Linked DNA regions of Triticum aestivum: region 2 is linked to region 1. The links are chromatin contacts, called in public Hi-C maps. All regions are on one chromosome and are shown on one strand. The core of a region is the stretch at or near the end of the contact, and the rest is flanking DNA. Distances in the headings are between cores, read along the strand shown.

Region 1 (3,938 bases), core at 679-3,178:
TCGTGAGTAGGCCAAAGTGCAGCCCAACCCTTTGATTTTCTGTTTGTATGGAAATCGTAGCACTAACTGTCGGTATGTGTAGTGGTTCCGGGCTTCAAATCCCAGTGTTTTTGTTGCAGACGTGATTTAATCCCCTATAAGCTCCCAGGCTCCCAGTTCACCCTGTGCTGGTGGAAGCAGGTGCATTTTTCTACTTGTCAAGATGCTACATTTATTATATCAGCTAGTTGCTGCGACAACCTGAAATTCTGCTGAATGTAATGTGTCGAAGTAGGGAACCAATGGGTTGTACTGATGCATGCCCACCCTAGGTTATTCAACAAAACTTTTTTGTTTGGAAAACAGGAGATTTTATTCCTGTGATTCACAATCAATTGATCGCTATTTCCTTCCTTCAAAAACATTGATCGCTATTGACGGATTCTCTTTCCGCCAATTTATCATACCGTCTGATTGACGGATGAATGAAGTTGTGAAGTCAGGCTGCCGATTATAGCTTGGCTGGGAGGTAGTGCGGGAGATGAAGATGAACAACGACGATGCAATCCTGGCTGTTGTATTGTGATTTGACGGCAAAAAAATGACTAATGTTTTTTATTAGTATACTTCCTTCGTTCCATATTAGTTGTCGCTAAAATGAAAGTATTAAGACGTATTTTAATGCTACACATATATCCGTTTAAGACAACTAATACCAGACGGATAAAGTAATAAACTTATGAAGAGGTGGTCCTTGTTAACTTGTCCCCCAAGGCCTGCGTGCCTAACTTTCAGGGGCGTTCGGTTCTGTTAGAATTAATTACAATTTGTAATTAAGAGAAAATCTCCCCTTGCCCAAACTGTTGTGCGGTTTGTCTCGCATAGACGCCTTCTCGCTCGTGTCTCTTCAGATGGTATAAGTAGCGCCTGTAACCATCAATCAAGATAGAGATTTCACTTTCGATCTCGAACACGTTATCACGCACGTAGAACAACCAGCGAAGAGCAAAAAGAGAGAAGAAAGGGAGGGAAAGAGCACTCGCCGCCGGTGAGATGCCGAGCCTCGTCTCCTTCTTCCTCCGTCTGATCCACGAGGATGGCCGACGCTACGGTCGCCGTTTCCATGGACTGGGTAGACTCCGGCGGTTCCGTCGCCAGGCTATCCGTCGTGCCGCTGGACGCGACCATCGTGGCGCTAGGAGAGGCGCCCGTGGTGCTCACCACGCCCGGGACAGGGTCGCCACGCCACAGGACACACCCACAGCGGTGCTCCTCGCGCCCATGGCCATGCGCCCATGGGGCTCGACCCTCGGATGGTGGCCGGCCCGAGCACCCCGATGATGAACGGGGCCGCCGCTGCGCCTGGATCGCCCCCCTGATCTCCGCCTCCACCTCCTCCACTGGCCCCTTGGCTCCCGCCCTCGACGCCGACGCCCGCCGGCGAGGCTGTTGGCCCGAGCCGTGGCCCTCCTGGCTACGCACCCGTCCCGATGCGCGCCACTGTGGACGAAGAGGCCGCGCTTGGCTTCGTGTCAGCGCCCACCGGCGCCTCCGGCGTCATCCACCTCGGAGTAGGGATGGAAGGTGTCGGCGTCAACCCCCCACCACCACTAGAGGCTACTGCGGGCCCGAGCATTCGCGCGGAGTAGCGCTTCGCCCGCCTCTTCGGGCGCGCTGTCGCGGCTCTCGACCGCTGCCCCAGCCGCCGCCCAGGCTCATGGGCTCCGGCGAACCTCGGCTTCGCCACCACTCCGCTGCGCCAGGCCTCCACCATCGCCGTCTTCTCTTCGGATGAGGAGGGCTCAACGGCGACGAGCCGGTGACCACCAGAGGCCGATGGGATGCGGCGGCAGCCGCTTCCCCCGCTGGTAGCGACGTGTCGGAGGAGGGGATCGAGTGGTGGTGCGGGCGTCGGATTATCCGATCCCTATCCGTAACCGCCCTCTCCCCCCTCTGCCTTATGCGGTGCGGCGGCGGTTGGGCCGTCCAAAGGCCGTGCAGGCCCAGGCCCAGGCGCCTGCGGGTCCCCTGGCTGCCTTTCTGTTGGCCGTGGACTTCATTTTTTTCTCTGTTCTTATTAGTCTAGTACTGATTATTGTATTAGTGCAGTTTTAGACTATGTTTAGTACTGTTTAGTACCTAGTTTGACCGCTACTTACATTTAGTCCAGTTCTAGATTTACTCTAGTTTAGGATTTGTGTAATTATTGGTGTGTTTATATTATGCAATGGCTTGATAATATAAATAAAGTATCGAATTTCATTCGGGAAGAATGACATGTTCCATGTGTTTACCACATCTCATTTTTATAGAACATGTTTTTGCGATTGAGACATTCTCTCGCATATCAAACTTGCAAATGTTTGAATGTTTCTCCCTCATCTCATTTGGAATCACAAGGTAATGAGTTGTGATCTACTGCACACCTGCAGACTATCCTCTCTTACCGTGAGGTCTACGCTTTGGCAACCTGACAAGCGATTACCTTCAACGTGTATTCCTTATATCTAAATTGTAACATACACAAGGTAATGGCCATGCAGCCTATTACCGTGAGATCTAAGTGATCTTCAAAGTGTTATGTTCACACAATTGAGGTTGAGAATTTTTCAAGATTACACTTGAGTATCAAATTTTTGCATTCTTATTACAAAAGCATGATGGTTTTTAATTTACCACTCGTAAATTAATTATCTCTCGTTTTCCCATGTAGGCAAAGATGACTGCCAAAGAGTTTGAGGAGCTTGCCCTCAATGGCCACAATTATCCTACATGGGCTATGGACATCAAGATCAGTCTTGCATCCCGTGGGATAGCGCGTGCAATACAACCCACGGAGACTCCTCTCCCGGCTGGGGCCACGCCGCTGACAGAACAGCAAAACTATGCTGCTTTATTCATAATAAGGCACCATATTGATCCAGATCTCAAGTCAGAGTATTTACAGGAGGAATCTCCTAGTACTCTGTTTCTGGCCCTCAAAACGAGGTATGAACAGCAGAAGGCAGTAGTCCTGCCAGAAGCACTCCATGATTGGACTCATCTCCGTCTTCAGGATTTCAAGTCCATCGGTGAGTACAGTCATGATGTTCATAAGATATGTTCCAAACTGCGCTTTTGTGAGAAGGAACCTACTGAGGGGGAGAAGATAGAGAAAACTTTGTCTACTATGCTCCCTTCAGATAGGATCCTCCAACAGCAATACCGTGCTCGTAACTACACTGTCTATTCCGAGCTTATTCACATGTTACTTCAGGCTGAAAAGCATGATGAGCTGCTCGCTAAGAATTGCTCTCAGTGCCCAGTTGGGGCACAACCTTTACCCGAAGTCCATTTGAATGTTGCAAATAGACACAAGTTTAATGGTACCTCTCGGGGTAAACAATCCAATTTCGAGCATAAGCGAAAGCGCAATGGGAACAGGAGATCTAGATACCTAGGCAAGGGAAAAGGCACTTCAAATCCCAGGTTTGATAAATCTAAGCTTTGCAACAAGTGTGGATGCTACACGCATTCTACTGAAAAGTGCACAATGCCCAAGCATCTGGTTATGCTGTACCAGCAATCTCAGGGACGCAAAGCACCTCAAGGGAAAAGGTTACCGAAAAAGGATTTCGCCCCGCTTTATATATAAAGCATCGACCAGAAGTACAAATCCGAGTACACACCCAAGGCAAGATACAAGGGTGCCGATGCACTGCAACACTACCCAATCGACCACCAAGCACACTCAAACACTTGGGGCCGACGAGGACCTTCCGAGACCTAGCCACCGAGAAGAAGTGAAGCGGGACAATGGCGAAGCATGGACTCCAAGGCGGTGCCTTCAAGAAGGGCACGACACCGAAAGCCGCCACCGCCCGATCACGGAGATCAAGTTTTCACCCGGAGCAACATGGAGAGAAGAGAACACCACGACGGAGCCTTCATGAAGGAAACGACGCCCGCGGCGCCGCCAC
Region 2 (3,938 bases), core at 755-3,254, 65 kb after region 1:
CAAGCTTGCAACCATTCGAGTCGTTTTAAGCATCGACACGTTCAATTCTTGGCCCATCCATCAACAGGACATTAAGAATGCCTTCCTTCATGGCGACTCACATGAGACGGTCTATTGTGCTCAACCTTCTGGCTTCATCGAGAACATGGTACATGGCTGCATATGCCGACGAAAACGATCTCATTCGGGTCTCTTTGGTTTATAGGAATAGAAAAGTTATGGAAAATGTCAAATCATGTAGAAAAAGTGATGTCATTTGGTTCGCATGATAGGATTTCAAGTTACAAAAAATGTCAAATCATATAGAAAAAGATATGTCATTTGGTTCGTAGGCTAGGATTTTTTTTCCAATTACATCCGAGCTAATGATTTTTCTTCCTTTGAAATGGGAAGAGCAGGAACCAATGCTATATAAGAATAAAAATCCACTCCTACAAACAAAAAGGATCTAAAGAAAAAATTTCTATAAGAATCTTATCTCATGAAATTCTTATACTATGGCGTATCAAATGAGGCGTCTAAGTTTAGGGGGAATATTAATGGGAAGTGTCATCTTTCTACGAAAATGAGACTTGTTGGAGATGCTTTAACACATTTTGTGCCTGTGAATCAATCTATGGTTGGATGATTAGCAGGACAGTGATATCCTAGTCCATCTGAATTCAAGTTTTAGATTTGACATTGGTGCTTGCATTTTTCTGTATTTATTTTAGGTATTTTAGTGATGTGCATTTAGTGTGAGGAGATGTTTTCGTCGACTACAAAGACGTTTTGGCGACTTCGTCAATCTTAAAATGATGTGCCGGCTCAGTTTCCTGTAGATGTTCATAGGGGACATACGTGCATTCATATGATGAGTGTATATGCGTATGTATAAATATTTGCGTCTGTCCTACGATTTGTCTTTTCTTTTCAGATGGCAACTTTAGTCATAAAAAAGATGAGGACAAAATTACTTCATGCGACATGTGTAACACTTATCATTCGAGAAAAAAACATTTGGTGTCTTAGACTAGCCACAATGGGGAGTAACTTAGACTAGTAACATGCCTATGTTACTAGTCTATATTAGTACCTCTATAATGGTAAGTAACATATATGCGGTAACATGCAACACTTTATTTATTAGGCTATAAACTTATCTTGCCTTGATATGTGTGATGTTACTCATACTAACTAGCTATGTTACCACATGCCTTTCTTTCTTCATTTATTGTTTACCACATCATCTATTTTATCTAGATACATGTGATGTTATTATCTATGTTACTCTCACTATGGGTAATTTTGCGTGTCGATGCCTAGGAAGTGCCGTTCTGAATCTCCGGGAAGTTGCTGCCAGCAGAATCCCCAAAGCTGTTTCTTGTTAGTGCCACGCACACACGATGGCTAACAAGGATCAAGCGTGTGCGTGTGTGCGACAAGTGATGCCGCCTGGCTAATCTTATCTGAATCATGTCTCGACGAGGAGAGAAGTGCAAGACTCCACTCCGGTCCAGATCCCCCTCCTTATCCACAAGAGAAAGGCGTGCTAGCTAGCTGTACGATGGAAACAATGTGCGGCACACTGTTGTTCGCTTGCTGCTAGCTACCTACTTGAAGTTATGTATAACAAGCGTTGTCTGGTGCGTTGGGGTGCTACACGATAAAAAAATTGGTGATATGTGCACTTTGGCAGAATCAATTCAATCATCTCAGGCTGAGTACTACCTTCGTTTCATAATGTAGTACATATATTTTTTGTTAAAAGTTAAATTTTACAAAATTTAATCAAGTTTATAGAAAAAACAATTTGTGTATATAATACTGAAAATACAAATTTAAAACTATATCTTATGATAAATCTAATGATACATGTTTGGCACTTTAAATTTAATATCTTTTCTTCACAAACTTGATCTAAGATTTGACTTTTCAAAAAATCTGTATGTACTGTATTATGAAATCGTGGGAGTATAACAATTCGACTAGGCGGCAGCGGTAGGTGCGGCGTGGGGGCCACCACCCAAAGATTGGTTGGATCCGATAAACATATTGAGTTGATATAAGTGCCAGGCTCTATCACTCTATCCTCTTCCCCCCTCTGCCGGCCGCCCCCCCTATCCTCTCCGAGCTGAGTCCGATCTGCTGCTCTGCTCCTCCTGAAAACAGACCAAACAAGGTAAACGGCGGCGCTGCATCCCTTCCTCTTCCTGCATGTTGATCGCTTTCTTCTCCGCCTGTACGGCTTGTTTTTCCTCCCCTTTGTTGGCTGTGATATGAAGATATGATCCGGCGGCTTTTCCTCGTCTTATCCATCCCCCATGGTGTTCCTCCTCAGCTAGATCATCTGGTCAAACTGGTGCCACGAACTGCGTCTCTGAAAGCCAGGGTTTATATTAGTTCTTTCTTTCTTCGTTTATCTTCTGTTAGGAAATACAGTACTACTAGGGGGCACTTTCACAGACTCTGTTCCATCACAAGCTGGTCTAGAACTCTAGTTACAGGCTTACAGCTGCCGGGATCATGAGCATAAACTTTGTTTCAGATGATTGGTATTTGTACAATTGTACTCTCTAGTGAGTGATGTTCTTTGGAGACAGTAGAAGCTTTTATCCAACTCACCAGTAACTGATACAGAGCCTTTTCACTACAATTATGGGAGTGTTAATGCCTTTTCAGGAAAGTGTTAACATCTTTCTCAGCGTGTCGATTTAATATTTGTTTACCTGTTGCACGTGTTTAATATCTGAAATTGAATTCCGTTACTTGTTGATGTTTGAAGGTTGCTCAGTAACCATATAACTGGGTACAAGGCACTCGTGTTGCAGCCAGAGGGTTACTGAACACATCACTTTCTTTGTCTTTGGATATATCTTAACAGGCTCATCACTGAAAGAGGACTTCAAGTACATGGCCTTTAAGACTCTGCAAGCTCCACCCAGTTTAGCAAGGCCAGACAGTTGCAGCTTCAGTCCCTCCAACTCCAAGTCTTACTTTTATCAGCCAAAACCTCACTCAAGACCGCAAGCAAGAATCGCCACCAAGAATCGCCTTCAGAGTTCACCAGTCCTGAAATGCAGAGCCAATCCGCATGGCAGCGTCGACGAGGTTGGCCAGTCCCATCAGGATCATCAGACTACTGAGATCCCCATACTCCTGTACCAATCGGTCGTTTTCCCTGGCCAGACGCTGCAGCTGCAGACGGTTGAGTTCAGATACCGCATCATGATGCAGACACTCCTACTCCAGGAAGGTCACAGCTTTGGTATCATCTACTCCAGCAGGAAAGATAGTAGGATGGCCGATGTTGGATGCATGGTCCATATCGTTCAGTGCGATAAGCTCGTCGATGACCGCTTCTTCCTGACGTGCGTCGGCGGTGACCGGTTCCGTGTCCTGGAGGTCGTCAGAACAAAGCCCTATGTCATCGCAAGAGTCCAGGTACTGAAAGACAGAGACTCACCTGATTCAAGTAACCTGGGGTGCCTGATGCAGCAGGTGGAAGGGCACCTGAAGGACGTGACAATGCTTTCAGACAAGCTCAGCTGGAAACTAATGGGAGACAAGGCTAGGCAGCTCAGCAGGATGCATTCTCCGGAGTCTTTCTCCTTGGTCGTCGCTCGGTTGTTTGTCGAAGATCGTTCAGAGCAGCAATGGTTGCTCGGGTTAGATGACACAGCACAGCGATTGGTGAGAGAACGAATGTATCTTCAACAGAGGAGCAAGTACCTGGCAGCCGTAGTGGCGATCAGGGACGCCTTTGGGCAACTGTCCTGCAATGAGAAGCAGTAGCAGACCTGGTGCATTGCAGCTGCCATTCTGGTAATAGGAGTATGTTCTTGCTGCATTGTCGTTTGATACTTTGCTTCTGTCGTAATGTGTATATATTGTATATCCTTGAACGTTCGTCTTTGTGGTGAAACTTCACTAATTTCTGGATGTACTCTGTTACTCAG

Evidence for each region. Hi-C and Micro-C count contacts between places; a contact is called where the count stands out from the background.
Region 2: a Hi-C map of leaf shows a contact between it and region 1, with 2.5 times the contacts expected there. The contact joins the promoter of LOC123143438 here to the enhancer-like site in region 1. A contact is called at or near these places in 2 of 5 Hi-C or Micro-C datasets (both in leaf).

Annotation. Positions count from the first base shown.
Region 1 is chr6D:47,142,158-47,146,095 of IWGSC CS RefSeq v2.1, forward strand. LOC123143437 (50S ribosomal protein L4) reads left to right here. Exons shown (of 7, transcript XM_044562366.1): 7 at 1-403. Among protein-coding and RNA genes, the nearest start is that of LOC123143437, 6.4 kb to the left of the region's middle. Within about 2 kb of position 1,929, at least 8 of the 8 cell types and tissues checked have an H3K27ac peak or open chromatin away from gene starts, as enhancers often do. A contact at or near this core is called in leaf, where this site is marked.
Region 2 is chr6D:47,206,748-47,210,685 of IWGSC CS RefSeq v2.1, forward strand. LOC123143438 (lon protease) reads left to right here and starts at 2,005. Exons shown (of 2, transcript XM_044562368.1): 1 at 2,005-2,161; 2 at 2,864-3,938. The coding sequence starts at 2,893. The coding sequence ends at 3,774.